2 separate regions of the Anas platyrhynchos genome follow, and region 2 is linked to region 1. The links are chromatin contacts, called in public Hi-C maps. All regions are on one chromosome and are shown on one strand. The core of a region is the stretch at or near the end of the contact, and the rest is flanking DNA. Distances in the headings are between cores, read along the strand shown.

What was found. A called contact is a pair of places that touch in the nucleus more often than the background predicts.
Region 2: a contact with region 1 is called in a Hi-C map of subcutaneous adipose tissue, with 3 times the contacts expected there. The contact joins two enhancer-like sites. A contact is called at or near these places in 2 of 8 Hi-C or Micro-C datasets (skeletal muscle and subcutaneous adipose tissue).

The regions. Positions count from the first base shown.
Region 1 is chr1:3,580,929-3,586,431 of IASCAAS_PekinDuck_T2T, forward strand. MKLN1 (muskelin 1) reads right to left here. Exons shown (of 18, transcript XM_027461121.3): 7 at 5,470-5,503; 8 at 4,211-4,276. Among named protein-coding and RNA genes, the nearest start is that of MKLN1, 42 kb to the right of the region's middle. Within about 2 kb of position 3,378, at least 2 of the 8 cell types and tissues checked have an H3K27ac peak or open chromatin away from gene starts, as enhancers often do. A contact at or near this core is called in subcutaneous adipose tissue, where this site is marked.
Region 2 is chr1:3,690,460-3,695,962 of IASCAAS_PekinDuck_T2T, forward strand. The region is part of intron 1 of LOC119717831; the gene reads left to right. Among named protein-coding and RNA genes, the nearest start is that of MKLN1, 67 kb to the left of the region's middle. Within about 2 kb of position 3,077, at least 1 of the 8 cell types and tissues checked has an H3K27ac peak or open chromatin away from gene starts, as enhancers often do. A contact at or near this core is called in subcutaneous adipose tissue, where this site is marked.

The DNA of each region.
Region 1 (5,503 bases), core at 2,128-4,627:
ACTCGGTTTCTGAATCACTGTTCAGTGCAGATGCTGGCTGGATGAATTTTTTTTTCAGGCTCAGGCTGGTCTGGGTAGGCACACAACGCAGACAAAGTCTTCCCAAACGCAAAAGCCCCATGAAGTTGAGTAACCTCCAGGATGCAGCAGCTGTTTGTGTTTCAGAGCTTACAAGCCATCTGTGTTTTGTTTCGGAGATCTCTTCATCTTGTACACAAGCCCTGTCTTTAAATAAAATATCTTATGGATAGCAGTGTTTTCCTCAGGCAAAACAGCATCTTTTTCTCGTGTCTGCTGCTCTCACTTCGTCTTTTTTATCTCTCTGTGCTTCTTTTGGGCCAGTCTCACCATCTCCACGTAGACCACGGGCATACCATGCCCACCGTTTTCAATCTCCCACTGTTTCCAGCCTACAGATTTCTTTTCACTTATCTAACATAATGAAGCGAGCAGAATTCCTCACAAAAGGGAAAGGGGAAATAATGTACATCTGAAATCACAAATTAGTTTCACTTCAGAGACCGAACAGAGGTAGCACAAACACTGATAAAGATCGCTTCGCTAATATTTTCCTTCAGAAAATGTTTCAGTTGCCATAGCTAGGAGAAATGCAGACAAAAGTCATACTGGTTGCTTAGCTATTACTTCTAACGGGCTAGTCAGAAAACATACAAAGGCTTTATCTAAATGAAATAAAGATGAACCTTGAAAAAAAATTAGAATATACCACGGAAGAGTCTCTTTTAAATAGAATAACTTTCATACTCGTTTATTTTCTTTTCAAATCCTAAAAACATCGTTCTGTTACCCAAACAAATTATGTGGCCTTAGGGACTACACTATCATTCATATAAAATTATACTTGCTCTACAAGAGAGGAGGAAAAAACCCACTTTAACTATGGAATTATAAACCAGACATCTGAAATCCAGTATGGATATTCCTCTGAAATACAGATGGTATTCCTTAAAAGCATGAATGGGGCAGTCTGCTTACCCATTCCCACCTTCTTCCAGGGTAGGGCTTGGCATTTCATAACACATCATATCTGAACTGCAGAAAGGCCTGAGGGGGCATAATCAGCATTGTGATAATCAAAGTTCAATGCTAGACAGACACCTAGACCTTTTTCCAAAACTGCATTTGGGCAATCATTCTATCAGCACTTAATGCATCCGTAAAGCACTGTGCTGTACGAGCCTGCCCTTTAGTGCTTGGGCATTTCACCAGGACCTACATAAATTGGAGGTTTTCATGACAGACATCCAGCTCACTTAACACAGAATGCCCTTGTACAGCTTCAGAGTTGTTTTCACTTTGGGTGTTTTGGGGATGCTTTTTTGTTTAGGGCTGTGACTACCCTAACACGTCTCCTTCCTCGTAAAAGAGTGCAGGAAACTCCCCAGCCTCCTATAGTGAGCTACACGAGGCATGCGCCTTGCAGGCAAAGCAGAAGCATAAATCTTCTGTTTTCATTTACAGCCCAGAGCCTTAATGTACACACCAGCGGTTTCCAACTGTAAGTAGGAATGCCTCTTTGTAAACGTTTCTCTATAGGCATACCAAGAACAGCTTCCTAATTCCGCCACCCAGGGTCATTCCAGTCTGAGCGCTAATGCAAACAAAAGCCTGGAAAAAATTGTGAGAATTAATGATTACCACATTTTTGACATGGGACAACAACAAGCTGCCTTCTCAGTTCCGCATCCGAAAATGCCTGTGCCCTCGTTTCCATATGCTACAGAGGTTTTTCAAAGCACAAAGAGCACTGTGCTTATTCCAAGACAGCTGCAGTGAGTATTAAGTGCGTGAACATCAGACAGAAACCAGCTACACCACCACAAGTCACTGTTTGCCAGCAGAGATGCCTTAACTGCTCTTTTAGTTACTTTCGGCCTCTCCTAATGGGAAGATAAGACATGCTAAAAGGCAGTTAAGGAGAAATTAAACTATATTCTGCCTGAAACTTATAGAGCATAAACAAGAGATGTGGTGACTCAACTGGCTATCAGTAACCTGAGATGTAACTCAACTACTTACCAACCCATCTCCCTATCCTGACACTAACACGTGCATCTGGCAGGCTCAGTTCTATACAAAACCTAGTAAAAATAAACGTTTGTCATTGTAATCAGTAACAACTGGCTCATATTTCTTTGAGGTTAATCAAAAAGCAGAACCTTCTGCAGTTATATCCAGAGCTACAGCAGGGCTTGACATTGGAGATTAAAGTTTGCTTCCAGAATCTGTTCTATGTGATATGAAACAGCAGAGCCTCCTCATGAGTCTGATTTTGTTGCGTTTGCTTACAGAGGATTAAAGTTGAGGAAAAGAGTAATTTCTGAAAAAGGACTTCCCCGATCTAATGAGGAATACAAAGTGAACTACTACTTCACCTCCTCTGAGAATACAGCTCAACAAGCGTGTGGGTAAGGAAGGGATGATTTCTTTGAGCATGCTGCTGCTCCTTTTTCCATTAATACTAGATTTGCTCGAGACTGACCAGGGAGACCAGCTCCAGTCTGCAAAACACATCCTGACATAGCTGGCCAAATCCCATGGTCTCATTAAACGCTGCCTACGTTCAAAAGGAAAACTCAAGCAGTCAGCAGCAGCTGGGTTTAAGGATTCAAACAGCACCAAGAACTCCCCTTGGCCTGTCCGTAAGCTGAATTTCATGGCAAACCTTTTAATTTCAATAACATACGAGCTTTTACAAGCCTCAGTGGGCCTGAAAGCAAAACTAAGGGCAATCTCCCAAATATCCCACTGCAAAACTTTCTGAAGGAAGGTATCCTGCCTCCACTGGAGAGAGCTGCAGCAGGAGAGGACTGATGTCAGAGAGAGATCCAGTTCTGAAGCATTGGGACTCCTTCTGTACGTGCTCTCCAGCCAGTTTTAAGTCAAAAAAAAAAAAAAGTTAATTATCAATGGTTTTTTACTGCCTTATTAGAGCGGAGTGAAAACCTAAGTCTAAGGCAGAGATGATATGCTTGCTAAGACTTAAACAAACCAATTTGAAATGAAGACACGCTATCACAGCTGTATGGCTTTCAGCAGGTCTAAAGGACTGCCCCTTGCCAAGTTCACATGCCTCCTCTTACTTCAGCACACCCGTCAAACACTGCTACTTATTCACCAGGACCACTAGGGAGCGTTCACAGCTTCTTTTGCAGGCAAACACCAGCAGTCCTCCAGCAGCATTTTATTCTAATGAATCTCTTCCACCGAAAAAGTTTGCTTTCATCTACAAAATAACTCGGGTGCTTTCTCTAGCTCAGTAACTACATTCGGAGTAAAAGCCAAAGACTGCAGCTACTGCTGCATTTTTGCTTGTTCACTATGACTTAGCAAATTACTCTTGAAGGTTTTGTCACATGCTTCAATCCCTTTCCATATGACCACAACAGATATGGCCACAGTAGTGCTTGTGCCAGCTCCCCCAGTGACACCTTTTTGTTACTGACGACCCTGATCTTGTTTCTCCTTACCTAAGGAAAGTTGCTTTAATCATACAAATCCTTTGCTTAGAAAAGATGCAAGCAGGGATGCATAACTGAAAGATTACTTTAGTACAGTATAATGTACCAAAAATCTGATTAAATAAAAGCAAGACAAAGCTATGGAAAATTATGAAATAAAATATCCGGCAGAATTGTTACCTATACCCCCCTTTCCTCTCTTTGTGGGCTCTTTGAAACAGAAGCTGAACCATTCTTTAAACTGCTATAGAAAGCATTTCCATAAAAAGCCTCAAATAATTTATATTTAAATGGTTTCTTGCACAAAAATAGCGGAAGGTAGAAGCCACCCTAACCAAAACAGAATGAATGTTTCAACACATCAGTTCTATTGCTTGAGTGCTATTCCAAAGCACGCAATATGTAATAGATAAGGGAAATAATCATCCCTAATTTCTTTCCTCTTGTCTAAGCATCTGCTCAAAAAGAAGAGGAAGAACAACAAGAATTAAAACCAATTGTTCTTGGTTTCTTAGCGAAACAGGCCTAAAGGAGAACGAGCAGGAAGAAGTGGGTGGGAAAAGCAGCTGGAGTAGAAATGAAAGCACAGTATTTAATATAACTACTAAAAAGTGCAATTTTACCTCAAATTTAAATTAAGACATTCCCTGAAGAACACTTTTGCACATTTATATGAAGAATATCTCATTAAGTAATTAAGTTAGTTAAGAAACCCAGCAACTACTCACCGGTCTGAACATCTATAACCATCTGATGGCCTCCTCTCATCCCTGGTCGGCTGTCTTCCCCATCACCTTGTTAAAAAAAAAAAAAAGAGGAAGGAGAGAGTGTTGGTCCATAATAAGACTCTACATTAAAAATATACAGCTTAATATATAATAACTTAAGTACTATAAAAAAGCAGAGCAACTTAACAGCTTGCCATTTAAACACTAACAAAGCTTTCTCCAGGTAGCATTCTTCCGTGCAATACAAAAATATTCAGTTTGGCTTGTATCAGAGAGAGCTAAATTGAATACAGTGCCACACTGCAATTCTGCGAGCCTTGCTCAGGAGCTCCTGAAGCATGCAGGTCCCCACAAATGAGGTCTGAGCTCTCTCTGAAGCTCTCCAGTGCCAGGGACACGGAATCTTTTGCTCCCCTTTCTTCTCTCACCCAGAGCTGCCTGAAGGCAGATGAGTGAGAACAAATACTCAAATGACACGGCCCCATACCCAAGGGATGGAAGCAAAGAGCTAATGGTATGGATACAGAAGAGTTGTTAGCTTTGCACCAATTATTTATTCTCACATAAGGGAATTCCGACTGTCCAATTAAAGCAGCTTCCCAAGCACTTTAAATTTCTTAAACATTCAGGACAGGCATCACCCGTGGGAAGCAACATTAGAAAGACAACCCGCGTTCTGCTGGAAGAGAAATCTACTTGCAGTCATAGATAACCCTTCCCAAGAGGTTTGGGTACGGGCCTCCACGTTTGGTGATTGTCACTTTGAATACTAGGGTTGATATATGACAGCGATTTTTGTACTTTGTAGTCAAGGCTGCTGTTACAAGACGCTTTTTCAAGGCAGAGAACACCGGAGATAAACCTAAATTGCAGAATTTACTGAATGATAGGCAAAGATTTCATGAGATGTCTCAAATTTAAAGTACTCCATGTTCAGATATAGCATTTACCACTCTTAGCTGTACGTTGCCCTTTAAGATGACGCCATGCATTAAATCCAGTCTCACAGCTAACTGTTCTTATGCTTAACCTACATTCTTAGTTTCGTTTTTGAACTGATTAGCTATGCTTAAAGTTACAGCTAGCATTCCTGTTGTGTTCCTTGCTCAGCCTGAGACCAGGCTGCTTTTCACCAACTTCACAAATGGCAAAACTTTCGCCTGAACAGCTGTCAGACAGGAGGCTTTCTTGCTCTGTATCAAAAAAGGAACACGATAGAACTAGCAGTACGAGGGTTATATCTTAAGAAATATCCTTACCTTTAGTGCTTTTGGGGATAATTTGCCCCCAGCG
Region 2 (5,503 bases), core at 1,827-4,326, 110 kb after region 1:
GCGATAGGAAGTAGTGAAAGCTTTTTTTTTTTTCCTGTTTCAATAAAAAGGGAAATTGGAAACTTATTTAAACCATTTGTTTGTTTATGCTCCTGGTAGCCTATTACATGGTTAAAATTGAGAGGAGCTTGTTAATCCAGGGTAGATTTCTTTTCCACTGCTGTAATCATGTTTACTATGTATATTTTTTGTATTAACAATGAAAACATGGAGTTACCTTTTTTTTTTTTTTTTTTTGTGCTGCCACATCTATAGTATGAGTAGCTGTAGTTCATCATGCAGTATTTGCATGGTGTTTTTCCACAAATAACTGCTGCTGGAATTATGTCGTAGCACCAAAATATGAGCTCAAAAAGACCGTAACATAAAGGGTCAGAGCACTTGCAAACATAAACCCTGAAATGCAAATATAAAAAAAAAATAAATGATATCCCCGATAGTTCTCGCAAGTCAGTTTCACGATAATGTTAGGTCCTGACTCATGGCTTTCTGAATGACTGGAGAAAGAATTAATGGGGTTGCGAGCGTTTGCCAAGAATTTGTGCATAAACAGTATATTTTTTCTGGCTTCGGGTTTTACAAAAATCCAGCATAAAACCCTCCATCCTTTTTTTGGTCCTTCAGGGCGTTACACCTCAGCCAGCAGGCGTAGCGTTGTTATCTAACAGTGAGACTGGAAACTGGAGTTGTTTGTGTTCGCCTCCGAGGTTCACCCTTACCAAGGTCAGAGATTTCATCCTTCTCTAGTTCTTGACCTGGGCACTTTATGCTTGCAGAGGGTCCTAATTTGTGACTGCTCCTGAGCCTCCTGGAGCTGTGGCAGGAATGTGTTAAATGTCCCCCGCAACGCGCTTCTGCACGGGCTGAGTCTGGAGATCTCTGCAAGACCGACAGCTACAGGGGGAAAATACTGATGGCGAGAGTAAAACAGCCGAGCTGAACGTGTTCCCTGAATTTCCTACAGAAAGTGATGTGTTTGGCAGGACAACAAAAAAAAAAGTGATGATTGTAGGATGTGCTGGTTGTAATTAGTTGTAATCAGCGTGGATGAGGAAGTTTTGCTGTTGACAGTGGTTTATTTTACGAGCGTTTCAGTCGAGGCATGTGGCAGAGTTGGTGGGTGAGGGGAGATGGTCCTGCTCCTGAACTGGGCTTCACAGCCGAATTCCAGTCTCCTGTTACTTGTTACTAGCTCTTTATTTTTTTTGGTATTATTATGCTAGGAAGCATTAATGGGGCATTGCTGATGTTATTTTTTTTATTGTTATTATTCTTGCTAGGCTATAAATTTGCCACTAAAGCGTAAACAAAAGGAATGGAGAAAACAAATGGTTTAAAGGGCATTTATAGCACCATTTGTGAGCCGTGATTTTATTAACACGTCTCTGCACGTAGGTTGGTCCTACTGAAGGACGTAAATCATGCGATTATTTAGTAAGCAAGCAAAGCTGGTAAATACAAAGGTACTGCAGCAGTTGTGGTATTTTCCTCTCCCGACTTTCAAATTCTTATTCTTTGTCAGCAAAACCTATGACGTGCTTACATGTAATAAATCCTGTACGACAGTCTTACCTTAACAGAAAACTTGTGAAGTTAGTTTTCTAATAATACCGAGAGAGAATTTTCTTTTTTTTAATTTGTGTCAGCAGTGGTCAGAAGCAGCAGTTAGTTGCTGGGTGGGAAGATGGAGTGAAAAGGGGGGGGAGAGGGGAACCTGGTAAGCATCCTGCTCAGCTGTTACAAAATGTCCGTAGTTCTGGCGCTTTGCATAGAGGGACGTGCTGGTTTGCCTGATGCTGCACCGAAACCAAGCAGGCTGGCAGCAGCGCGGTGTTGAGCCCGAAGTAATCCTTCTTATTTATTTTTTTTGGTAGTATTTTATTAGTTTGGATTAAATATTGTCTGTGGAGCTTCTCCTGGGGGAAGCTGAGTGCGTCCTTTCGGCTGGATTTTTTTTAAAGGGGGGAAAAAAAAAAGCCCTGAATCTGGGTTGAATTGTTCTTCATCTGAATCGTGGTCAGGTATAATTTTGGTGCTAAATAAACTTTCAGAAAAGAAAAATTATATTTGTAAATACAAGTTAACCTTTTATATGGAATATCCTGAAAATGTGCTGATTTGTGTTACTGCATTCTGTTTAGTTCACTGACTTTCGGTATCTCCGTAGCAGCTATCGGAGGAGCTTCTGCAAGCATAGATTTGTGAAATGAAGGCAGATCCTGGCTTGATAAACTACAGCGTGCAGAGGAAATAAAGGAGAATTAACTGGCATTCAACTTCTAGCCTCCTGGGGGGGGGTGGGTGGCCGGGCCGGCCGACATTTGCTTGTTTTTTGCCTTGGTTGCTGTTGGTGTCAGCCATGGAGGTGTTTGTTTCTCTGTGGGCAAATGCTGGGTGGCAGGAGATGGTTAAGCCAGGAGCCGAGCATACCGTTGTGTTTCACTGCTGGAACTCGGTGGGTGGGGGAGATTTGGAGCTACCCAGCTCCTACAGGGAGCTGTGAAGCCTCGGGAGACCGAAGATGCATCTAGCAACGGTGTTTACTTTTAGCAGGAGGGTGAAAAAGGATTTCTGGCTATTAATCTGGCTGTGTTTTCCAAACTGAAAGCACTGGTAGGCTTTCAGGTGTCGCTGCTGTGTTACCGGGAGTTCTGCAGTTTGGCATTTTTAGGGGTGCTCTTCCTCTTATTTTATTTTTTTATTTTTTTAACTGATCTTTAAACATGAATCTGTCAGTGTCTGCTGTATATCAGTGTGTCACCTGTACTTCCTGGGAGATCTTTATGTAATAACTTCTGTGATTTCACGGCAATGGCACAGGCTCCCAGAGCAACCAGAATTATTTATCCTATCGATAGAGAACAAGATTCCAGACCTGCAAAAAGCAGCAGGTATTTTCTTCTCCGTGAGACATAAACATCAGAAAGACGTGTAAGAAAAGCCTGAATGGAACAGAAACGCTCAAGTCCTGCGGTATTAAATACTGTTTATGTTTTTAGACAGGTGTCAGCGGTGCTGGGAATTGCAGGCAGTACGCCACTCGCTTCAGAGCGGCCTTTAAGCCGCCGAGTGCCGTTGCCCTCTGCCGGAGGAGAGCAGAAACACAGCGCTGCGTGGTGGGCCCGAGCTGCCAGAGCCACCCGAGGGTGCTGGGGGGGCTCTGGGATGCTTTTCTCCTCCTCGCTTGTCGCTCTGGCTTCCTTGTCAGCTCAGGTTGAAGCCAGGTCGGCCAGCTCCTTGGCTTTCCTTCTTATACTGCCCGTGGGCGTCTCCTGGGTGAAGTTGTGGGTATAAACAGCAGCCAAACGGTGGACCTGGCATCACGGGACCTGCTAGTTCTCCAGAGTTTGTCTAGGAGCCACAGCTCATTCTGAGAGCCTGGGTAGCAAATTGTGCGCCCTTCCTATAAAAAAAGAAAAGATGGGAGCTCTAATCTCTGAATGTTTAGCCCTGTCAGGTTTTGGTAATTCGAAGTTATCTGTGAAACAATGTCGATCCAGAAATTAGTGTTTCAGTGTAAAGGGCACTTAAATTTGAATAGTCTTTGTAGACCACGTAACAGGAATGCGATCTGACTGATTTATAATATATGTGGTTTCACTAACACTGCATATATCTGCTGTTTTGATAAGCCTGTAGCATAGCATAGCACAGCCTTCTTTTTTTTTTTTTTTTTTTTTGTGGTTTAGGAAAACGCCTGCTTTATTCTTTTCAAGAAACTGCAGTTTTCACGTATTTGTGGTGCTGAGGTTAAAGGGACTTTACGAAGACAGATTTCAGCGATCCTGCTTCAGGGAGAGCCTCATTTCTCCCGTCCTTGATGGGAGGATTACAGGCATTCGTAAGGAAGTCCTTGCTGAATATTGGAGAGAGAAAAAGGTCGGCCACGATGACCAGGGAGAAGTAACCATCAATTGCTAATTGAAAAGGTATTTACTGAGTGAAGCTCAATTACTTAAAAGCAGTATTATTTTGGTCACAAGGGAGTCTCATCTGTAAGCTGGAATTTGTGCTGGAAGTCAAAGTTGTATAAAACAGGAGGAGGAAAATGCTGGTGGAGGTGTTGGTTGGTTGGTCCAGACCCCCGGTGTTACAGTGGGAGAGGTGGCTGTCAGAGATGGAAATAATCTTTCAATTATAGACACATGCAAAATAGATTCTCCAGGGGTAGCCTGGACGATGGGCTCTAGTCCTCCATTGCTTCCAGCAGACGTGCAGCATGATTTCCACAGCCTTTTTTCCTTCCAGGTTCCAAACTGAACCCTTCGTTGGTCCTCCACAAAGCTGTTTGTGGTTTATCACTGATCTTTAGAAATCTACGTCTCAGTTCCAGCATAAAAACCTACGTCTCGGTTCCAGCTGACATGGACTGTGGTGGTGCAGATACTGCCCGTTGGTGCAGATACCTCTGTTCTTCCCTTGGGTTTTGCACATGCTGCATCTGGGGATAGCAGTTAGATGCATTTAGCCTTTATTTTGTTCTAGACCAGCAGGTCTTAATTTTTTTTTTTCATGCCCTTCCCCCTCTTCAGGATGTATTGCATGCCCCCGTAGTCTGAAGACCGCTGGTTTGAAAAACAAGCTGTTTTAGTCTTTTCCTGTAACTTTGTGTTCCTGTGGGTAAAGCTCCTTTTGAGAAGGTTTGTGTAAGATCATTCTCATAGCTGGTAGGTCAGGTAAATATTACAAATGCACTCTGTTGTGGCCAGTATCATCCTGCTCAGAGTCTCTGAGGGATATTCCTTGTTGCACTTACCCTTCCATTCATGTTTTCCTTTGCAATTACCATGTCCTCCTACTGTCATGAACAGGTTTAATTCTGTTCCACGTGCTGGTGGGTGACAAAGTAGTGATGTGTCTTCTGGCAGCTTGTTACAACATCAGTTCCCATGAAAATAATCTTTTTACCTGAAGTGTTTGAGGTCTGTCTCGAAGAATGGCTTTGTGATACACGTGATGTCTGTAATAGACAAGGACTGTAATTTATTTTTTCTTTACTCTGCTACTTTAGATAAAAAATTTCCTGGCTAGATTCAACCTGGAAGCCAATGTTGAGACTTTGAGATGCACTCACTTTTGTAGCTGTGGGAAATTAATTACTGTATACTTCCAAGGTTACCATATAAACCGGCCTGCAAGGTTACCATATAAACTGGCCTGCAAAGTATTTTCTGGGTAAATTTTGCTTGGCTTATTTCGTTTTTACATTTGATCTCTAAATCTTCACGAATACCTTAAACAATGTTAATAACTATTCATTGTCTTTCTTAATAACGCAAGCAGAAATGCATAAGGTTTTCCAAAGTGGGTTCAGTAATTCTTTTTCACTTTAGATTTCTTCTTTATATGTCACGTTTTTTGGAATGCTTCTTTGTCTGTGCCTTCTACCAGTATCTCTCTTTGTTGTGCTGCTGCCTTGCAGGAAACAAAAAAGAAAAAGAAAAGGGGTAGTGGAAAATAAGTCCATACTCTTACTGCAGGTGGCTTTCATGATTCTTGTGTG